Regions from separate parts of the Pan troglodytes genome. Here region 2 is linked to region 1. A link is a contact called in public Hi-C data. All regions are on one chromosome and are shown on one strand. Each heading gives the region's core, a stretch centred on a gene start, on an enhancer-like site or on the middle of the called end of the contact. The rest is flanking DNA. Distances are from core to core; before and after follow the strand shown. Region 1 overlaps DOCK4 (dedicator of cytokinesis 4). Region 2 holds the start of ZNF277 (zinc finger protein 277).

Region 1 (4,154 bases), core at 1,296-3,795:
GAGACAAAGGCAGTTCACCCCAGCACTCTTTTCTGAACCCCTCTGCCTTTTCCTGAACCTGATGGTCTTAAAAAACACTTTTAAAACTTCCACTGACAATTATGAATACCATTTCAAAGCAGAAACCAAAATGCAAGACATGCAAGAAAGTACATAGGAAAAATATTTTGCTATCTTTCTTTAAATAAGAAGAGAAGGAGGTAAATATACAAGTTAATATGATACTCCTTTAATGTAATTTTTAAAAATATAAACTATAACTAAACACCCTGCATATGAATACAAGATTTGGGACAGCAGTTATCACAGATGTGGGAAGGCTAGGGACACAGATAATCACACAGATAAATGTAAGTCATCGTCAGTGTTCTAGTTTCTGTCTTTGGTCGTGGTTGCATAGATATTTACATGTTATTATAAGCAAACAATAAATTTAAATGTGTCATGCACAGACTAATAGATGTCTCATGAACAAGGATTAGGATTATCCTAATTCTGAGTACCTAAGGCCCAAACCATTCCCATCTACCTACACACACACACACAAAAATTAGTGATATCTGAATTCATAGGTCATGAAAATTTCAAGTCATGGAAATTTCAAGCTGATACTTTACCTACCTAGAACTAGTTCAAGACCTGTAGTTTGAGAAGTGATTTGCTAGAACTGAGTTCTTGGCATCTTCTTGGTAATTTTTTTAATGACTTCAACTGAAATGGAAACAGAAGATTGTTACCCATCCTCTTCTCTCTGCCATAGCTCAGCCCAAGCCAGACTTCCATGGAGTTTGCCAAGTCAGGTTCTCTCCTTGACTCTTTAATCCTAGATTTGCAGATATATGCTGTGACTCCCATTCCAGAGAGCCAGGAGGTCCTGCAGAGAGAGGGTGTTCCGGACAACATCAAAAGCTTCTATAAAGTGAATCACATCTGGAAATTCCGCTATGACCGACCATTTCACAAAGGCACAAAAGATAAAGAGAATGAATTCAAGGTACCATGCAATTCTTATTACATGCTAACTCCTCAGATAGACTGCGAGCCCCTTGGGGCACAGCCCTTGGTAAATATTTACTCAGAATAGTGTCAAGTGACAGAAACAGAAGGGACTATATAAATCATTTAGTCTAGTGGTTCTGCAGCTCCACGTGCATCAGAGTGACATGGAGTGCTCCCTAACCAAGCAGATTTCTGGTGCCCAGCTCAGGAATTCTGACTCAGTTGGTCTGGGAGGAGGTCCTAAAATCAGCTTTTTTGTAACAATTCTAATGCTGGTGGTTCTTAGACCAGTCTTTGAGAACTCCTGGCTGAAGTCAGTCCTCTTATTCATTTATGTTGAACCAATTGTGGGAATCTTGGGATGTTTATTTTCACGTAAAGTTCAATGAATAAAGAATACATAATGAACAGAGAAAAGGAGTTCCTGAAGACAGAGAACAGTTGGGTAGACTGCTGGTACGTTGGGTAAGTTATGTGCCATCTTTGCTGCTTGTTCTTGCTAGAACAGTGTGTAATTAGAACTTCTCAGGACTCCGAGTAAAACCAAATTTTGGATTCTTTGTGTGTGTTGAGTTCTCTGCTCTCAGTAGTTCCAACACGCCTTCCTACTTCAGCACCCTCAGCCAGAAAGGGACAAGGTTTCTCATAGCCCCACTGCAGAAAAGAGGCAAGATTGTTCAGTAGATAGAGTCTGCCCCTTTCTTTGCAAACAATGACATAGTGACACCCCCCCCAGTTAGTATTTCATATCTAAACAAAGAATGCAAAATTAGCTTATTTTTGTGAGTTAATTGGCTTAGCATTTTTCATCACAGATGTTCCCTGCTTAAGCTAGGAAATGTGCTCCTAACACGATTGTCTCATGTTAACTCACTTGGTCAGCTCTGCCGGTGTCAGTTCCCAGTACTCCCCGAAGTATTTCCAGGGATCATTCACAACCGAGAGGAGATCAGAAGGGGAAGGTTTTGCAGAGTTATGACAGGATTGAATAAAGAGCAGTCCCTTGTGCCCAGAGATTTGATGGGCTAAATATCAAGGCAAGGAGGCCACTGGAAAACAACAATGGGATAGTATTAAAAAGATCCATGATCATGTTCTTGTTTTTTCTGGAAACTTATTCTTTGTGCCTTCCAAAATCAATTAAAGAAGATATAGCTAGTTGATGATATAGTTCTTCTTGCAGTTGCTTTTAGTGACAACATAGTCAGAAATCACTGAAATCAGGCAATTGACTTGTTCAAAGTCACCTTCTAGTTACCGGTAGCTCCAGTCCTAGAACTCACATTTTCTGCCTCCTTCTCCATTGTTTTTTCCACCGTACTACATTTCCTTGTGGCTGTCACTTTAAATCTGTATCAGTGGTGCAGCAATCTCCCTAAAAAATAATAATAATAAATCTGGCTCCTGATTCCTCTGCTTTATAGCCCTCAGAATCTGGCTCCAAACCGCCCTCCAGAAGCCTCATCTCCACCACAACCCACTCACCCCTCCTCCCTCTCAGCCTCCGCGACACTCAGCTTCTCTCTTCCTCTCCCGCCAAGCCCTTTCGCAAGCCGCTCCTCCTGCCAGCGCTGCTACCCCCACTCTCCTCCTGGCAAACTCCTACTCACTCCTCAGAATGCAGCTCACGCGTCGCCCCCTCTGAGAACTGCTGTCCTCCTCCCCCAGGCTGGCGTGTGTGCCTGCATCCCCCTCTGTTGGCCCCCAGAGCCTTGAACATCCCTTTCTCTTCACTCTGAGCTCTTATTCATCTGCTTACCTCCCTGTCACCACCAGAACACTGCGAGCTCTTGTCACAGGATCTCTGCCCTATTCATCTCGGCACAGCTTGGCTGGCTCAAAGAAACTCTTCCATTTTTTTTTGTTGTTGTGGTTTGAGTAAATGGCACTATTTCAGGAATTTTGTAAAGTGTATTATCCTCTTGGGAATACACTTGGTTTAAGTAAGAAAGATGAGGCGTAGATACTAAAACCTGGTTGACAAAAAAGAAACGTGTCATCAACAGCAGCTCATACCAAAGGCAGCATGGTTTCACATGTCCTGGGGTTGCTCGTCCCGGCCAGAGGAAGCCCTGGCTCTAAAATACAGATTTGCCTCTATTAACAGCAGTTCAAACAAGCACAAGAAAATGTGGCACCGTAGATTTAGCAACTGACAAGGAGTCAGAGGTCCTAGTGGGTAGGTTCTAATGCTGGCTCTATCGGTAGTGTAGCTTTTGAGCAAGTCACATTGCTGCTTTAAGACCTAGTGTCTTCAAAAAAAAAGTAATTTTTTTGAGATGGAGTCTCGCTCTGTCGCCCAGGCTGGAGTGCAGTGGGGCGATCTCGGCTCACTGCAAGCTCCACCTCCCAAGTTCACGCCATTCTCCTGCCTCAGCCTCCCAAGTAGCTGGGACTACAGGTGCCCGCCACCACGCCCGGTTAATTTTTTTGTATTTTTAGCAGAGACGCAGTTTCACCATATTAGCCAGGATGGTCTTGATCTCCTGACCTCATGATCTGCCTGCCTCGGCCTCCCAAAGTGCTGGGATTACAGGCGTGAGCCACCGTGCCCGGCTGTGTCCTCATCCTTAACATAGATCATGCTGTGTGGTTCCTAAAGCCTTTGCTTCCCTTAGGACTCTTATTCTAATCTTACGTTGACAGGCTGATACATTGACTGGCTGACCCTTCTAGATATAAGTGGTTAGATGTTAAGGAGTGAAGAGAGTGTGAATTAGAATTTTGGAGAAATAGCAAAGAAAATAACATGATATAGCCTATTTTTGTATTTTTAAGCTTGCTGTTTGAAGTAGGAGCTCATTTATTCCACATGGAAAAAAGTTTGATGACATACAGTGGAATTGTTAAAATCAGCTTCAGCAGTCTCTCACTGTGATAGTTTCATGAGTGCTTGAATGAAGACTAAAGAAAGGCTGACAGGAATAAGCAAAGCCTGGTAACAGTGACCGACAAACACTAGTCATGGAAGTAGCTAGAAAGAAGGACAACTTGGGAGACTTAATGTGTTTTGTGTTTTGTAGAGTCTCTGGGTGGAGAGAACGTCATTATACTTGGTGCAGAGTTTGCCTGGCATCTCTCGCTGGTTTGAAGTGGAAAAGCGTGAAGTGGTAAGGATCAGAGCTTATTCTCAAGCACTTTCTCATCACAGTTGT
Region 2 (4,659 bases), core at 992-3,491, 440 kb before region 1:
CCAGCCTGGTTGACAAAGCGAGACTCCGTCTCAAAAAAAAAAAAAAAAAAAAAAAAAAAAAAAAAAAAAAAAATCAAATCATACAGATGTGTGTCATATAAGAATATGGTGGTTTAACAGAATACGGATTGTAGGATTAAAAAAAAAAAAGAAGAAGAATATGTTGGAAAGAATATGTACCAAACTCTTATCACTTAATACTCGAGGAGTGGTACTGTGAGGTGAAGGAATTTTCATTTTTTTTACTTCATACACTTCTGAATGGTTTGAAGTGCTTTTAAAAACTTTTAAACTTGTAAAATTTAAAAATAAATATTTTTAAATATTTTACATTTTTGAAAGGCATATCCTTTTTTTTTGTTTTGTTTTTGATACAGAGTCTTGCTCTGCCTCCCAGGCTGGAGTGCAGTGGTGGATCACGGCTCACCACAACCTCCGCCTCCCGGGTTCAAGGGATTCTCCTGCCTCGGCCTCCCAAGTAGCTGGGACTACAGGCATCCGCCACCACGCCCGGCTAATTTTTGTATTTTTAGTAGAGACGGGGTTTCACCATATTGGCCAGGCTGGTCTCGAACTCCTGACCTTGTGATCCACTCGCCTCGGCCTCCCAAAGTGCTGGTATTACAGGGGTGAGCCACCGTGCCCGCCCATTTTTAAAAATAAGTTAGACTGTGAGATAAATTCACCAGTTTAGATCTTAAACTGGTAGCCCTCTGAACTTTGAAAATCTAGGAAATCGTAATAGTCTGTTACCATCAGATAGCCCAATATATAACCAACCCAAAAATAAACCATTAGGGTGTTAAATTCAATATTTAACTCAGGAGACTACCAAAGATTTGTTTGGTAGAGGTACTAAAATAATTTCAGAGTAGGGAGTTCCACTGTTGGGAAGTGGGAAAAAACTGCACTTCAACTCTGTGCCGCTGAGGTAAATATTTAAGATGATATCAATTTAACTGTGAAAGCAAAAACAAATAAACCGAAAAACAAAGTCGCAACAGTCTGAGAACTATATTTAAGCCCCAAACCATGTTCATCAGAAAAAGACAACTTGTGCTAAATTACACATCAAGACAAAAATGGGGTGGGGGGAATGGGGGAGGGATAGACTAAAGGTAAAAGAGTCCTAAACACAATCCACCTGCAGCTTTCAAAATTTGGTTTTTTATTCCTACAGTGGATCAGAGGACAACCTGAAAGTCAGGTACAGCCAAAGTTGTGATGGTTTTCAAAACCCTTTTCAAATGTTCTTTGAAGCCACGAGTGCAAATTATCTATCACTTTCCTTTTCTTTCTCTAAGGACCCAGAGACTGGGAAGATCTCTCAGGCTCCACATACAAATCTGGAGAACACCCAGAGCAGTTAACCATCTACAGGGAGGTTGTGAGATACACACACTTTCCCTTCAGAGGTCACCTCAGCCACAAACTGGGCAAATCTGTAGAGTGGAGAGCAGTGACCACCAGTCTGCGACTGGAAATACTCCGGAAGCTAAATAAAACACATCTGCGAGGTCAAACCAAGCAAACCAAGGCAGTGTACTGGTGAGGAAAAAGAGCTGCTAATCCCAAAGTTATAAACACACGCGCGCGAACCAGATCTGAACCAAACCCACTCAGCAGCTAGCTCAAAGCTGGGAGCTCCAAACCAGAAGACAAACGCTCAGGGAGCTTCCCCGGCGGAGGGGAAGGCCATTCCATGGCATTTTCTCCGCCATCCCATGGCATTTTCTCCGCCATCCCCGGGCAGCCCCAACCAAGTAGCCGCCACCGGCTCCAACCCATCCCGCTGGGCCACCACCCGTGGGGCCCAGTCGAACCCAGGTGGCCCCAGAGCTGAAGGGCTCCTAGGGTCAGACCAGAGGTCCGTTGCACACCCGGTCATAGAGAAAGGAAGACACATCAGCCGCGCCTCGGGGGCACCGTACTCACCCCCATAACCTACACCCCCGACTGTGCTGCAGCTCCCATCACGGTCTTCCTGCATTCGGGCGACAGGCCCCTGGGTCTTGGAAGCAGCCATTACCCGGCAGAAAAGAAAAGGGAGGGCCGCAGGGCGGGTCGGAGGCGGGGTGGCACCAATAGAAACGCTACTGGAGGCGAACTCCCCGTCGACGTAATGTTTTCTCCACACCTACGCCGCGCTCTGGACCAATAGGACGTAATCAGTAAAACTGAATCCCCGCCCCGAACCACAATTGCCGCGCCCACTTCCGGGATGGGGAGGCCAAGAACTACAATTCCCAGCGTGCTGCGGGGCCCTGGGACGGGAGGGCTGGACTAGGCGCTGGCGGGCGGGGGTGCGCCGGAGAGTGCCCCGGCGTGTTCGCTTAGTTCAGTGAATCAGAACAATGACTGCGCCGCCGGGTACCCGGGAGCGCGTCGGAGGACTGTGAGCAGCCGCCGCCGGGAGAGCTGCGGGCGGCGCAGTGTCAACGCTGGGCTCGGGAGCCTCCAGCGCAGATCCTGCCCAGCGCCCGCAGCCCGCGCGAAGCCGCTGGGCTCCGGCACTGCAGCGCTGCTCGGGGACTGTGCATTGTTGTGAGCCGGAGAAGGGGCGCGGGGATTACAAAGCCTGAAGACCCCGGAGCCCCTTTAGCCATGTGGATACCTACGGAGCACGAGAAATACGGCGTGGGTGAGTCTCCGCGGGGCGAACTTTTATTCTGCTCTGGCCCGAGCGAGTGCGCATTTCTCGTCCTTGCCCCCGCGCCCCTCTCGCTCCGCCCGGTTGAAAATGCCTAATCCTGGCATCGCGCAGCGGGTACGGGGCTTTGCCGAGCCAGCTCCAGGCAGAGGGCTGCGCACCAGGCTCTCGCCCCGCACCGCCTGCTCGGCGCGCCCCGCACTGGTTCCCGAAGCGCCGGGACAGCTTGGGGGAGCGCGCGGCCGGCCCGCTAGCTTCGGGCTCTGCCTGCGGAGTTTGGAGTGGCGACTGGGCGTGTGTGTGTGTGTGTGTGTGTGTGTGTGTGCGTGCGTTTGTGTGTGTATGTCAAGTTGGAAGAGGAGGCGAATGGGGTTTCTCTCCTTCCTTACCCTTCTTCCCCAAAGCGACAGGGAGCTGCAACGGTTCCTCTGGGTGGAGAGGGAGACAACAACACTCGGGCAGAGAGAACACCCCCAAAACAGTAGGGAGGCGCAAACCCTTCCCTCTGGCTCGAATCGACATTCCCGGAGTGTGGAATGTGGCAGGGTCCTGGAGAGAGCCGCTCTGACAGGCTGAGCCCTCTCTGACCCTCCTCCCTCTCTGCGATCCCGGATTTATGGGGTGTGTATGTTGCGGGGCGGGGGCATTGGTAAATTTCAACATCTGCGCCGCTCAGTTCTTTGGTCTTTGGAGAAGAACGGGTATTTCAGCAGTGTTTTTACTTCTGGCCACCCTCTCGACCCCGGGTGAGCGCAGTGGGGGCGGTGTGGCGGTACAGGGCTGCTGAGTGATAAATGGGGAGGGGGATCGGAAAGCCTGGTTCTTGGGGGCAGGGAGATAGCTTTTAGGAAAGCGTACCCTGACACTGGCGTTCGGAGAAAAAGGAACAGGATAGCTCTCGCTGTTCTGTGTAAAGGTGAACAACAAAGGACATTAATGTTGACTGATGAATACAGGAGTCTCCCTTCCTTTTCCTCCTCCCATTTCAGGCGGGTTACAGTTCCCGTTTTTGTTGTTTGATTTCAGCTGGGTCGCCCCTTGACAGTTACTCCTTTTAGGGTTGAGCCTATTAAGAAGCCAGGCTCTCCGACAAGCCTGCAGCCGGCCAAATGCAATTATAACCTCCCAGAAGGTCTAACAGAAAGCATTATGGATTTTACTAACACTCTTTATTTCCTATAGTGCCCTGTTCTGCCGACTGGTGTACTGTGTGTGTGTGTGTGTGTGTGTGTGTTTTAAAATTGAGGACAGGTCTAGTGATTTAGGTGATGTGTAGATATCTGCTTATGTTCTAAATTCATTTTCCTGCAATTTAAAACATCTGGAAAGCCTTCCCAGGGAGTCGTAGTCCGAGGGGATTTTTTTTTTTTTTCCCAACTTTGCCTGGGGATAGGACTTTGGGGTCCATTGAAAGGACTGTAGGATTCAACAAAATCATTCCCACATTTCACGTTAGCTTCCATTCTGGATTGTGACTGATTACCAAGACAATAGTTTGACCTGAACCCACCTTTGGGAAAGGTTTCCAGCTTTCCCTCCTTCAAAGTGTCAGAGGAGTCTTTGCCAGCCTCTTTACTGGCAAGGAGTAGATGTTAGTAGTTGTTATTTTCGTTCTCCTCACTCTCTTCTTTTTTGGGAGGTAGATTAACCCTTGCTAGGGAAAAGATAGTCCCTTTGCTGGACTGGTGAGGGACCCGAGGGTATCGCCTCCTAAGCGGCTTTAACACTCAGTGCAGGAAGCTCAGATCCATCCAGGCAAAACTGTCCTGCTTGGAGTCGATCCCAGATGTTGCTTTCTTCCAAGTGTTAAATTATACAGATTATGGATGGGATTTATTTTCTTGATTTCTTCATGTGCCAGGTCACAGCTGGGGTGCTGGTATCGATTAGTTCCTCTCTTGCCTTTCTTTACAAGCGGTGGGCAGAGGCTTAAAAACCACTCTGGGATTTCCTGGAATGGCAAACCGGATATTATCAGTCAAATGTTTTGGGCTGCAGCAGACACCTCG

The links. Hi-C and Micro-C count contacts between places; a contact is called where the count stands out from the background.
Region 2: a Hi-C map of stem cell-derived neural progenitor cells shows a contact between it and region 1, with 7 times the contacts expected there. The contact joins the promoter of ZNF277 here to the enhancer-like site in region 1. A contact is called at or near these places in 1 of 7 Hi-C or Micro-C datasets (stem cell-derived neural progenitor cells) and 1 of 1 datasets of contacts at active chromatin or transcription factors (stem cell-derived excitatory neurons).

What each region holds. Positions count from the first base shown.
Region 1 is chr6:127,137,967-127,142,120 of NHGRI_mPanTro3-v2.0_pri, reverse strand. It overlaps DOCK4 (dedicator of cytokinesis 4), which reads left to right. Exons shown (of 52, transcript XM_519315.8): 40 at 828-994; 41 at 4,023-4,109. Among named protein-coding and RNA genes, the nearest start is that of IMMP2L, 190 kb to the right of the region's middle. Within about 2 kb of position 2,545, at least 14 of the 24 cell types and tissues checked have an H3K27ac peak or open chromatin away from gene starts, as enhancers often do. A contact at or near this core is called in stem cell-derived neural progenitor cells, where this site is marked.
Region 2 is chr6:127,578,397-127,583,055 of NHGRI_mPanTro3-v2.0_pri, reverse strand. ZNF277 (zinc finger protein 277) reads right to left here and starts at 2,241. Exons shown (of 12, transcript XM_519316.7): 1 at 1,936-2,241. The coding sequence starts at 2,026. DOCK4 (dedicator of cytokinesis 4) reads left to right here and starts at 2,259. Exons shown (of 52, transcript XM_519315.8): 1 at 2,259-2,641. The coding sequence starts at 2,605.